2 separate regions of the Gossypium arboreum genome follow, and region 2 is linked to region 1. The links are chromatin contacts, called in public Hi-C maps. All regions are on one chromosome and are shown on one strand. The core of a region is the stretch at or near the end of the contact, and the rest is flanking DNA. Distances in the headings are between cores, read along the strand shown.

Region 1 (6,806 bases), core at 2,181-4,680:
ATAAACAAAAGGTAACATAGAGCATGGAATAATAATACACAAATTAGATGCAATATTAATGAATGTCAACAATATGAAGATGTTAATAAATAATTTCTAGAACATGTAATGACAATATTCACACAATGTATATTATTTTAATACCAACATTAATAATAAAATAATTAACAAAATGAATATCAATAATGATAACGATAATAATAATCATGACAAAACAAGGCAAATAAAAGAAAATACCAATTATTCTTTACAAAAGGACAAAGAAGTAATTAAATAAATATATAAAAATAATTTATAAAATATTGAAAATAAAAGACCAAATTAAAATATAAACGAGAGTTGGGATGCAATTTGTAATAAGGTACATAAATATAATAATGGATGATAAAACAAAATAAATAAATAGATGTTTAGTAAAAAGAAAAGAAAATAAGAGAACAATTTTAAATAGTAATAATAAGAATAAAATAAATAAAAAACTAAAATAAAATAAAGAAAAAAAGGCTAACAATTAAATGCATAAGGAGTTAAAATGAAATAAGGATCCAATTGTCACCCAAATAAAATTAACGGGATAAATCAAGATAAAAAAAATAAAGGGACTAATTCGACATGCGCAAAAAGGACGAGGGATTAATTGGGAAAATATCCCAAAACCTTACTAAGCGCATTATCCCTTGACTGGTCGAGGACCGAATTAAAAATGAAATAAAATTTAAGGGGCGAATTTTATATAAAAAAAGAAAGGAATAGGGACCAAATAGAACACTTGCAAAGAATGAGGGGTTGATTGGGAGAATATTCTCAGCCCTTATGCGCAGCGTTTCAGCATGGGCTAAAATGTAATTAAGAATAAATTATGGGGACAAATCTCCAACATGTCAAACTATCGCGGGATCAGATTGAAACATACAAGAAAAATAGAAGGATCAAAATAGCAAATTACCCATTTGGGCCTTAAAAACACGCGGATCCCCCACAAATCGAGTCAGGTCACGGGTTCCTTCCCAAAACGATGTTGTTTTGGCACTTGGGAGGTAAATTGAAACGATTAAGCCCAAATTTTTTTAAAAAAATTCATTTTAACCCATTCTCTTAAAAAAAAGACTCAACTCTCTCTAACTCTCCCCTCCTCCAGTCTAGGTCAGGCCGATGGGTTTCCAATTGTCCGTCGCAGCACCTTCGTGGTTCCACCGTGGACGGTGGTCGGAGCCACGCAAAAATCAGATTTTCGGCTCTTTTTAAAATGGGTCTGAAAGTGAAGCTTTCCTAGTCTGAGAATATCAAGAGAAAGGGACTCTCTACCCTCTCTTTGGGCTAATTTCGACGCAGGAGAGGGAATTCCCGACGAAGAGGACACGGACTCCGGTAAGTTTTCCTTCCCTTTTTATATTTTCTTATATGAAATAAAAATAAAAATAAAAAACTTAGAGCAAAGTAAATATAAAAACATGAAACGAAAATCACCTTTAGAAGATTTATGGATATTCAATCTTTTTTGTATTTAATTTTGTCTGTTCGTCAAAAAAAAAAAGGTACAAAGATGTTGTTCGGGGTTTTATAGCCGAATTTTACAACTCTTTAGTTTCTAATTTTTGTTGTTTTGCTATTTACTACTGTTGCCCGCATGGCATTTAATTTTTTTCTGCAGGTGTCAGGGGCGTGCGAAGGCTGGCGTGCATCTGTGATGACGCGCGTGAGGAGGGGCGGTGGCTGAAGCTCTTAGGGAGGCTAGGGTTTGCTGTTTTGTTTATGTGTTTGGGCTGACTTGAGCTTTAGAGTTTTTTATTGTTTGGGTCATTTGGGTTTGAGTTTCAATGTGAAAATTGGGCCTGTTGTTTGTTTTGTAAAATGGACTCTTAATGTATTTTGTTCTTTCTTTTTGGTTTTATATTTGGGTCTTGGACCCAGGCCAAAATTGACCTATTACATTACATTTCTATTATGTTGTTTAAATTGGAAGATTTTGAATTGTAATTTTGTTTAGATTTCAAGCAGGTGGTGGCAAGGGCAAAGCCAGAAAATTTTTTTAGGGGGGCTGGATGAAATTTTAATTTTTTATAGTTTATATTTTTATAATTTGTAAAGAATTAAATTGAATTTTTATAATTTTAGGGGGGTCAAAGTACAATTTTACCTTTACTAATTTAAAATTTTTAAAAAATTTCAAGAATTTAAAATATAATTTTCCATTTTAGGGGGGCGCCAGGGCCCATGCCAGCCCCCTAGCTACGCCCATGGTTGGTGGTAAGTACTACTAGTTGGTTTTTAGGTTTATTTTATGCAGTAGAATCAAAGTTATAGAGTAGTGAAAACTAGGATGTATTAGATATAAACCTCTGAAACTATGTGGTCTCTTACAAAAAATATGACCTATGGGTTTTTATGGAAGCTTTTTTTATTGTTCTTGTTATGCTCTGGCAATACTTTGGTCACGAATGACTAATATCATGATTGATGTCCCATTAATTTTGCATTTCAATTGCATTCTTTTGTATGAGAATCTTTCTCTTGCATATGATTGTTTCGAGTATATGGAAGAACAATTATTTATTGAGTTTTGACAATGATTTAAAACACCAAACAGTTTTCTTAATAAAAATTTCAGGAAAATGCAAACAACTGGGGAGTTCTATAGTAACGTATACAAGGCATTTATTTTAGTTTCCCTTTTGTGAAGAAAGCAAGCAGATAGTGCAGATATAAGTAGAATCTTTAACTGGATACTGTTCAACAACTTCAACTCCTTGATGGTGAATGATCACCTTTTAGGGGCGGAGGCAAACCTCGAGGGCAAGTCCTGGGTGGTGGCCCTGGCTGCGTAGGAGGGCATGGTGTTGGCTGAGGGCGATGAGGATGAGGAGGAGGGAATGGTCGTGGTGGATGAGGAGGGATCGGTCGCGGCGGGTGAGGAGGGAATGGTCCCGGTGGGTGAGGAGGGAATGGACGAGGAGGGCGTGGTGGAGGCTGTGCATATCCACACATCCCAAACGAGCATGGAACCCTAAATGGGCATCGGTTTCCACAGCGACCACAATTCAGAGGACTAATATTCGTATTAATACAAACCCCCCTGCAGCATTGCCAAGTAAATGGACATCTAAGCGCACATAAGCCACAGTGAGCATCATCAGAGTTAAGGTCAACACAACGGTTCCTACAACAACGCATCCGAGCTGTCGGCGGATGTTCTCCCCGTTCACATATCCACGGCCTGAACATGCATCCACCAGGTCTTGGCCTCGGATTCGCTGCATTCCTGAGCCACGGCGACGCTCTATCAGTAGTCTCATTCTGTAGCACCCATTTCAGTTTTACATTAGCTTCTGCCATCGCAATTGGCAGTAAAACCAACAGTTGCAGCAGAAAGGGAAGAAACAAAGCTTTAGCAAGCCACTCCATTTGAGGATTGCACAAAAAATTGCAATGAACCTGTGGAGTTATAAACTCTATATATATACAAATAAAAAGGTAGACTGCTTTAGTAAAACTTGGAAGATTGATTTAGAAGTTCATGTTTTTCTTACACTAATCGATGTAACAAGAAATCGTACTTGATAAACTATTTATGATTAGAAGTGTGTAAGGGCGTGATCAGTTTTGGCTTAAACACAAAATTAAACTAATTATTCACAAAATATATATAATAAAAAAAAAAAGGAATTCCTTTTTTCCTGGTGATGGGGAGGGTCCTCATATGGTAAACCTGAGGGCTTCCATGGACCTCAAAGCATGTTTAGCAGTCTCAGCCCTTTTGTCACATGCTTTTTGCAAACTCTTCAATTGCTACCAATACGTAATGTAATAGAAAAATTTCATACTATTTTTCAGCTTATTACCACCAATTTCTTCCTCTCTTATTTCTTTATTTACCCTTTAATTGCTTATTGATAGACGACATATTGAACTAAAGAAAAGAAGGCAAAATCTTAGTGTAAATATTGTTAAACAGCAGATGAATATAAATTTATGGTTGTATTTTTTAAAGGATATGTGTTGACTTAGTAAGAATGTTGTTGGTCAAGATTCGCATCGGATTTCAACAAAAACACAGTCCATAATAGATTACGTTTGCAGCTTACGCTGTTCTTGATTAGTGTTCAAACTAAGACTATTATTATCATGAAATTCAAATTCAACCATGCTTTTGTTGTTAAATAAAATAAAAAAACTTCAACAACACATTATGTTATAATCACGATGTAGATGTAAGTAAACAAATACATTTCACGTAAAAACTTTCTTAATAAATTTTATTTATAAATCTTTAAATATATTATTTTAATTCTTATTTAAAATTATATAAAGAATATGAATGAGATAAAAATTCATCATAATAATATTAGTTCTCATTTAAAAGGAAGGGGTCTTTAGGGTTTTCCCAATTGAAATGGTACTCACTCGGTTAACCCATGGCATTGGCAATAGAATATATAAATAAATGATAAATATCAAATTTATACATGAATTTTGATCTAATGGGTAATTTGATGTATGAACTTTGATTTGGTGCAACCATATATATGAAACTTAAATGTGGTTTGTATGTATTCATGAAGTTTTGGTTTTGATTCAAGTGTGCACATTTAAAGAAATAACTATATACATTTATTTTCACAACGAATTAATATGGTTATTAGTGTAGGCAATATATCAATATAAAATGGTGCTAATTTAATCTATGTTGTTAGTAATTTATAGTCTTCTTTATTCACACAATCTGTATCAATTGCAATGTGTTGTTGACTCCAGGAGATACAAGCCTGTGAAGTGGGGTAAGTTTGCAGCTATTGGTGTTTGGTTTTTTGATGGTGAATAATGAGATTAAGGGATATCTAAGTTGATTAGTGAAGGGGAGTTGGTGTGATCCCCCTCATTCTCTTTGCCTATGTGATTTAGGTTCATAAAAGTTGCTTTCAAGCGGTCCTTATTTAATATTTAATGAATTTCAATGAAATAGGGTATGACTAATTTAGACATATCCTAATCTCTGGTTGGTTAGATGAAAATTATAGTCATAAAATGTATTAAAATGAAATATTTTATTTTTCCACTTTATTGATGTGTTTGGTATTGCTTGATAAAATTTAAAAAGTGAAAATAAATAAAATAAAATTTTCATAAAATATAAAATTTCGAAATTTAATATATATTTTCTCTGATTTATTTTATATATATATATATATATATATATAGATGAAAAACATCATTTTACTATTTTCTTTCTTCTCAATTTTTACTTTACTTTTCAGTAAAGCAATTTATTCCATGAAAAAATATATACAGAAAACCACTTTTGAAAAATTTTAAATTTCAGTAGCAAAAATAGACAATTTGTGGACATAGAAGTTTAAAATTTAATTAAAATGAGATTTGAGATAAACTGAAAGACAGTTAGATGGAGTAACATCAGATTTGGTGAGAAAAAATGACAAATAATTTTAAATACCAAATATGATATTAATATGTCATCTTTTGTTGGTATATGTTTCATCTCTATCTTCTTTTATTTGATATCTAATATTAGTACACCCTCCACTACTGTCTTATAGTCCTTCAAATATTAATATTAGTACAATCATAACCATGCACTAATTTACTATTTCAGTCACCTTTAAGGGGGTAAAGCCTAATTTATCCCATTTTTATTATTAATCAAAGAGTCAATTTTTTCATCTCAACTACAATAACCCCAAGAATAAAACAATTTATTGGGTGATTTACCCTTTTACAATTTCTTCTTCTTAACTACAATTCTAATAATTTATCCAATTAAATTTTCCTAAACTATATATTTGTCTTTTTAATCATCCCACTATGAAAAAATTTAAAATGATCATTCAACCACTTAATTTTAGGTTTTTTTTTTTTTTTGTTATCAGTTAACTAATGCGAAATTGAAAACATCCAAAAATTCAAGATAATTGGATGACCGAAAAAGAAAAAAATGAATAGTTAATCGACTATTTTTTAACTTTTTATAGTTGGATGATTAAAAATATACATTTGTTATTAATTAGATGATCATTTTATAATGTTTCATAATTAAATAATTAAAAAAGAAAAAAAACTCATAATTAAATGACTATTAACTACTAATATAATTCAAAAAATAAAAATAAAAAATGGGGTGGTGGGAGTTGTTGGTTGCTTGAATACCAAGAACCGCCGAATGTTTTCAAGTTATACAAGCCATAGCAGCGTCCATGTTGTTTCAAATCCCTAATCGTCTGTCCAATCCAACAACATGGATTATGATCTCCTTGTCTAAGCCAAGTCCTTAACCATTGCCATTACAATTATTGTACCACAAAATAGACAAAGTGGATCAGAGCTTCGGTCGTCCACATCCTCTGCACTTTTCATCCTTCTTTAATTGAGTTTACGGTTTTTTTACCAAAGTTCTTACTTTGCACCCTTGTTAACAACGGAAAAAGTTAGAAAATCCTTTTAAAGTTGAAATTAAATTGTAACTTTAACAATACTAAAATATAATTTTATCATTTTAATAATTTATATTTAATAATTTATATTTTATCATTTTTAGAAGGGATCAAAGTGTAATTTTATATTTACTAATTTTAAATTTTAAAAATTTTAAAGGCCTACACCTTACTTGATAAGAACTTGGATAGAAAATGTTAATGAAATAAAATAATAGCCTTACAAATATTATTTGGTTTCTGAAGTATATCAATTTTTCACTTTGATACTTAATTTTTTTTATCTGGATTAATATAGAAATTACATTCATTTACCAGTTTAAAGCGATCTTTGTTAACTATAGTAAAAAATTATAGTAAAAA
Region 2 (7,361 bases), core at 3,145-5,644, 210 kb after region 1:
CTTAATGAACCGAACGTACGATGATGTATATAACTTAATAGAAAAATATGGCAATGAACTCCTGCCAGTGGCCAATTGAACGATATACATATGGCCAAAGACCATCTACGGTGAAGGCTGTCTAAGAGGATGACAGATATCAACAGTCAGTGGGCAGACCCAATCGCATAGAGTTTGCGAATAGTTAATCATCCGTATATAGAGGGGACAAACCACTCTTCCATTATATCAACAATTCAACCGATGACGTGAATTACATAAGGAACATGGGTGGAAACCCTTATTTAAATACATATAATCCCAGATGGAGAGATCTCTCGAACCTGGGATGGGGAGGAAAGTAAAGAGGAGGTAATAGTTCTAATCAAGTCAGAAACACTAATTATCAACCTCCTTATTTACAGACTCCTTATAGAAAGGCCAACCCAAATGACCATACTGTATGTGGTCAATGCTTGGATTTGATAGATGTGGAAATGCAGTCAATGAAGACAGATGTGAAGCAAATGCAGTTTGAGTGCACTAACTTGACAAAAACATTGACTAAGCTGGAAGATCAGATGAGCTAATTGATGAGTATGATGGGAGATAACAAAAGACAAATTGGTACTGGCATTCCTAGCAATATTGAAAATAATTTTTGAAAGGAAGGGAATGAGCATGTGAAAGCGATCGCACTTCATTCGGGCAAAGTCTTGAGGAGCCCAGAAACTCTGACATGAGAGGAGACAAAAGAGAATATGGAATATCTTTAAGAAGACACCCGAGAGGCTGACTAAGAACCAGAACTAGAACCAGAAGAAGTAATTGAACCGCTAGCTAAGTCGGAGAAAGAGTTAACCAAATAACCTACTATCACACAGGTACCATTCCCTTCAAGGTTGGAAGAAAGAAAAAAATGGGATGAAGATGAATCTGTAAGATTTTTAAACTTGTTTAAAACATTAGATGTTGACCTGCCTTTAATTGAACTAATTGATAAAGTCCCTAAGTACATCAAATTTTTAAAAGAAATCATTTCCAGGCGTAGGAAAATTAAAGTAGGTGAACAAGTTAATATGAGCATTTCCTATAATGCTATTGTATCTAAACGGGTTCACCAAATGCTAAAAGACTCGGGAAATTTTACAATTCCATAGAGATATGGAGCATCCATTTCAATAGAGCTTTATGTGATTTAGGAGCCAGCATCAATTTAATGCATTTATTTATATTTGAAAAAATTTGGTTAGGGGACCTTAAGAAAACACAAATTACACTACAGTTGGTTGACAGATCCTCAGTGCATCTGCAAAGAGTGTTGGAAGATGTGTTAGCCAAAGAAAGCAGCTTTATCATTTCGACAGATTTTGTAGTCTTAGACTTTGAAGAAGATCGAGAGATACCCATTCTATTGGGCAGACCTTTTGTAGCTACATCAAGGCCTACCATTGATTTATAAAAAAAATGAATTAACCATGAAGATTAATGGTTAAACATAAATTTTTAAATATGGTCACCAACAGAGTGGAGAAAATCGCGAAAAGCTAAAAAAATATTGTAATGAAATATCTATTTATAAATATGATTATCCTGAAGTAAGGGAAATATTTTTAGTAATTAATGCAAGTCAAAAGAACGGATTTAAAGAAAGGGACAAGCGGAAGAAGGTGGAGTGGTACGACAGGCGATGAACTAACACTAAAAGAAACAAAAACATGTATTCACGTATGTTAGTGGAATTGTAAGACGAATCCAGCAGTAAAACTTAACAATTTAATTTAATATTTAATTTTATGTAAATTATTATATATCTAACTAACCGTTTAGTCTAGATTCTGATTTGTATCAAATCTATGTTTTATAGGAACCGTGACATTCTAGAAATTGGAATTTTGAGAAAAATAGAGTTAGTGTTGCAACACGGCAGTCCCGTGTTGCAACACAAAAGCCAAAATTGAAGAAATTGAGAAAATCGACTCGATGTCGCGACATGGACTCCGTGTGTCGCGATACCAAAGACAATATGCCCAAAATTCCAAAATTTCAAAGTGTGTCACAACATCGAACCCCGATCTCACGACAACGACAAACTTCCAGAGGTGTCGTGACACGAAACCTCTGTGTCGCGACATTGCTGCAATTTTTTGCAGGGTTGACTCGACCCGTTTGTGTAGCCCGCCAGTTGTTAACCTCATTATATTGGAATTTAACCTTTAAAACCCCCTATTTTAATTCTTAAACACTCTTTAACAAATCTTTGAAACGTTCCCAACATTGAAAAATGGTTCAATTGAAATTTGCAAGAAATTTTGAATATGTATAACCAGTCAAGTATCTATACAGAAAAAAAGAATACTTATAAACTTGTAATCAAAATCTTACCTTCTCCGGTAACGGCGCCAAAAACTAGACAATGACTTTCTAGGTCTACAACCTAAGTGCAAATTATATTCAAGTAATAAAATATCGGGAGTCTAAGGTCGATCCACAAAGAAGCTTATTAGAATTTACAAGATTACAAGTATTAGGCTAGAACAGAAATTTAACACTTGACTTTGGAATAAGGATTAATAATGAAAGTAATAGCTAGAAACACTAGAAATAAAAAGTCAAAGCAAGAAATTAACTAATAATAAAAATAAGCAAATACCAGGAAGAAAATATGCTGAGGTTAGAGGATCAACTGTTGGTGTCATATTAAGATTAAATTTTAATACTAAATGTTATTACAAAATTAGAATCCACACATAAATGGAGGTCCCAATCGAATGATCTACCAATATACGTCCACTAATTAAACATATGAATCTATGAGCAAAGGTATGTCCATTAATGGAGTGTCGAAAATGATTGTTCAATAAGTCCAAGAGTTTAGCAAATGAATCCATAAGCAAAGGATGGTGCAAGATGATAGTTCAACTATTTAAGTTCAATCCAAAAATATAACATATGATATTATAACTCACTTGATAATTTCAAGACTTATTGAAAACAATTCAAATATTTATTATGTCAATTTTTATGTCTACAACAAATCAATGTTAATTTATCCAAGCATTCATTGTGTCATATATTGTCTATAACATATAAAATATCTTACTTTACAAATATGATTATAACAAATTATTGATAATTACTTTTAGTGATGTGTATGGAATTTGCCTTAATATTTCCCAAGAGTTTCACCATTTCACCTCAGCATTGAAAACTTAAAATAACATAATAAAAGTAAACAACTCAAACTTAAATGAAATAGTTAGATATAAGAAACTTGAAATTTTACACGAATAATGAAACAAACAAAAACTTAACAAGCAAATGATCTTGAACACAACTTTAAGATACCTCCTCTGCTGAAACCAAAGACAATTTATAGAGATTTGTGAAAAATGACTCTTTCTGTCCAAGTAAACGTCTCTCAATGGGAAAAGTCCAAGAGAGTTGATTGATGGTTTGTGTCTTGTCTATATGCTGTTAAAAATTCAACTTCAAACTCTAATTGTGCTAGGAGATATGAGCGAAGCACGAAAATGCATCAAAACTGTCCATCAATGTGAAACTTGTAACTTTATCTTTACTTTTGGATCTTTTCCTGATACATTTTGGTGTTGGTGTTCCAATATTTGAATAGATCTTCAAATCACTTTCCGCCAATATAAGGTACACCCAAATCGAAGCACTAAGAAGTGTTCCCACTGAAAGTTCTGAATGAGTTCAAATTACAAATTTTTAATCTTTGAGCTTTGGACTTTCACTCATCATCTTGGATCAACTTTAGGCTTAGTGCATTTAATCTTGTCTCATGGTTCCATGTATTGACATCTTCTTCCCGAACTTATTTTACCTGCAAATTCCACATGAAATATTTTATTGAAACTAAATGCATGAAAAACACTAAAAATAAACAATATTTACAATATAAACAAAAAATTCAAATCACAAAAATGAGTTTAAAACATATAAAAATATCGGAAACCATGCAAATGTAAATAAGATATAGTCTAAAATAATTATATGAAAATGTCTCATCAAATACTTAAAATTTATTTATTTATACCTTTATGTATTAATTTCATAATTAGAGTAATATTGAAATATTAAAGTAATTGACACAAAATTTGAACAAATTATATAATATAATTCAATTAATAGATAAATTTATACTTGCGCGATTTCTAATTAATAGATATCCTTAAATTTGTGTATCGCATGAAATAAAAATTAATTATTAATATTATTGAAATTTAAAATGTACAGAACGGCCCATTCAAAAACTCATAAATATTAAGAATTAGTTTAAAAATATTTTTAAAATATTCTTAAATTAAAAATACTTTTGAGAAAAACTAAAATTTTTACTTTATCTTTTAATAAATTTTTTTTCCAAAAAACGCTTTTAAATGCCTCCCATTAAAATTCCCAGGAAGGATATAGAACGATGCGTTTCAAGTGGTTCGAAAACTCTGAAACCGAATTTAATGTCCTAGCGTCTCATAAAAAGATAGAGAAAGAGAGAAAAGAAAAGAAATTGATCTCGTTGTTCTCTAAGCTTAGCTTAGCTCTGCTGAGAGAGCAAGTATTTCAATGGAGTTCAGACCTCGAAACTACGTCGCAGAAGAGCAGTCCCACTCGCTTCCTCGATCACGCGCCGATATCCACCCTTTCTCTTCCTCCTCTCCTCAGTCAATCCTCCGCCAGGTTCAAATTCTCTACTTAATTTTCGTTTTCGTTTTTTCTTGTATTTCGGATTATAATAAAACCTCTAGCACTTCTTGAGTTATTTAATTGTATTTTAAGAATCCATGATTTTAGGTTGATGATAACGAGGAAAATAGAAACAACGAGGAGTTCTTTGATCCGCTTAGAGCACCTGATTCTAATGCATCGGTTGAAACTGTCGACGGACACGATTTTGAGAGTAGTTCTAATGGAAACGACGATTCTTTCCCAGTTCAAACAAAGGAGTGGACCTCTTTTAAGAGATTCTTAATGCAGAGATTTCCTGTTTCCAAAATGATTTCAGTTTCTTCTGTAAGCAAATTGATTTTATTTGCGAATTTATATTTCTAATTTGATAATTTAAGACCTTAGGTTTAGTTATGGCGGCATTATGTTAAAATTTGGATCACTAAATACTTGCAACGTGTAAATTTGTGTAATTATGGCAACTTAATGATTTGATGGATTTTTATGCTGTGGTGGAATTTAAAATCGGCAGAAGCGAGTATATGTTTGTGACTTGTCTATTTAAGCAGCTCTTTTGGTGTCACTCAAGCATATAACCTGCTCGTGGAGTTTAAGCTCCATAGCTAGTATATAAGATCAAGATGGCCATAATTCAGTATTAAAATTCTTGTTTATAGTTAAATTGACATGTGACAAGCATATGATCTTGGTTGTGGAGCTTTTGAACTCCAATGTGAGATGGGGGAATATCTGTTGGCTTCTGTATGAGGTTTGTAGAGAATATTTGGTGTTTCTGATATGTTTCTCTTTCATGTGCCACCTAGTAATTAGATTTTGAAACTATACCACTTTCTGTTTCTTTTTCTTTTTGTTGGTGATGACGTTGAGACATTCTTCTTCTCACAGATGTCCAATACAATAGTGAGAAGTGGAAAAGGTATAAAGTTTCTATTCCTTTTAATTTGTTTTTGTTATTAGTTTAGTTATGTACCTTTAGGCTTTAGTAGTCAGCTTGGTGCTGTAATTGTTTATTTTCCATTTACTTGAGCTATGTTCTGATTGTAGCTATTTCATGAGACTAATTTGTAGCACATGAGAAATCTTCAAGTAGCACACATCTGGAAGAACTGGATGATCCACAAAAATTTTCAGAGACGGATACCAAGGTTATCACTCAGCAGGAATATGTATCACGATTACATGAACTGAAAGATGAAATAAATCGTGGTTGGCACAGTGAAGATCGTGTAAAATCTTTGAAGTTATCTATAAAGGTGAAAATTCCCTAATTTTAACTTTTTAGCTCCATCTAATAGCTAATAAAATACAGGTCTAGAAAGGACCGAATGTCTGCATGGTTGGCTAAGCTCATACAATTAGTTATATTGATGTTTCATCATATGAGAGTCTTAAATTCTGAATATAATCAACGTAATAAACCAAGCTTTAACACTTTCATGTAGGTGATGAGGGGATTCGATTACTCTTGTTCATTTATATGAAATAGTTAAATAATGTTATGCACTTTTTTGTCTTTATGAAGTTGATTTACTTAGCAACTAATATCAATCTGATGTGAAAATTTGAGTTTGGGGTATATATTCTTTTATTTTGCTTGCATATGGATTCATGGAACTATGGCTTTCAATTAATTAAATTCTCCATTTTGCAGGTTGCAAGGCTTCTAATGGATACATCAGTTTCAAATTTTTATCCAACATTGTTTGTCCTAGTTACGGATGTACTGAACATGCTTGGGGACATGGTATGGGAACGCATTAGGCAGAAAGCTGAATTTGCTGAAGATGGAGCCAGACTTTGCTCCTTGAGAGGTTTGTATACCGTTAATCTGTTTGAACATTCTTGTAATCTTTCTTAGTTGCTATTCGGTGTCCGCTTCACCAAGAACCTATTGGATGGTGTTTTTACTTCTTAATAAAATTAAATTAGAGAAGAAAGCGCCATAGAATTTCTTTAGTGCTTACACTCTTACTTTCAGTTTTCATCTGTTTGGTTGACTGTTGGGTTTAAACCTAGATTTGCCGTAGATTTTTGGTGTTTTCTTAATGTAGTAACTGGATTGATTTTTTGAAACCTTTTCTGGTTTTATAGCAGAGAATTTTAGAGCAAGTGATGTTCCTATTGATGCCAAGGAAACTTGCTATAACTGGTTTTGCAAGGTTGGCTCCATTCGAGAACTTCTTCCACGAATGTGAGGATCATTTCATATTATGTTTTTTTTCCTTTTAGGCTTACTATTTCTAGGTGATGCTGTTGATGCAATATCGTACTTCTCATATTTGCTTAGTTTTATTTGCTTGCCGTTGCTATGTTATATTTTCTTTTAACCTTTTCCTTTTCTTTTGTACAGTAATTGAAGTTACCCTTGCTTCTTTATTTCTTTCTTGCTTGTAAACAAGGTTTTTTACCACATGGCACTTTGGTATTGTATTTCAGTTATTTGGAGCTGGCTATCTTCCCTTGTTGGCGTTTTCTGATTGAGCAACCAGTGGAGTCTCTTCAGCGCTTGGTCATGATGACTAGAGGGATAGGAGATCCGTTAGCATCTGCCTATTGTCGCCTGTATATTGCCCATCGTGCACAGAAGTTGCCCTCACATGATACAGGTGCTTTTGTATTTTTTTTATACAACTTTATGCCAATGTTATAAATCATCACTTTGTGCATGCATA

What was found. A called contact is a pair of places that touch in the nucleus more often than the background predicts.
Region 2: a Hi-C map of leaf shows a contact between it and region 1, with 1.5 times the contacts expected there. The contact joins the promoter of LOC108483384 here to the promoter of LOC108482432 in region 1. A contact is called at or near these places in 2 of 5 Hi-C or Micro-C datasets (both in leaf).

The regions. Positions count from the first base shown.
Region 1 is chr1:110,017,006-110,023,811 of ASM2569848v2, forward strand. LOC108482432 (stigma-specific STIG1-like protein 4) reads right to left here and starts at 3,431. Exons shown (of 1, transcript XM_017785564.2): 1 at 2,536-3,431. The coding sequence starts at 3,402. The coding sequence ends at 2,740.
Region 2 is chr1:110,222,558-110,229,918 of ASM2569848v2, forward strand. LOC108483384 reads left to right here and starts at 4,395. Exons shown (of 22, transcript XM_053030281.1): 1 at 4,395-4,680; 2 at 4,795-5,013; 3 at 5,575-5,605; 4 at 5,758-5,942; 5 at 6,341-6,500; 6 at 6,784-6,880; 7 at 7,126-7,295. The coding sequence starts at 4,567.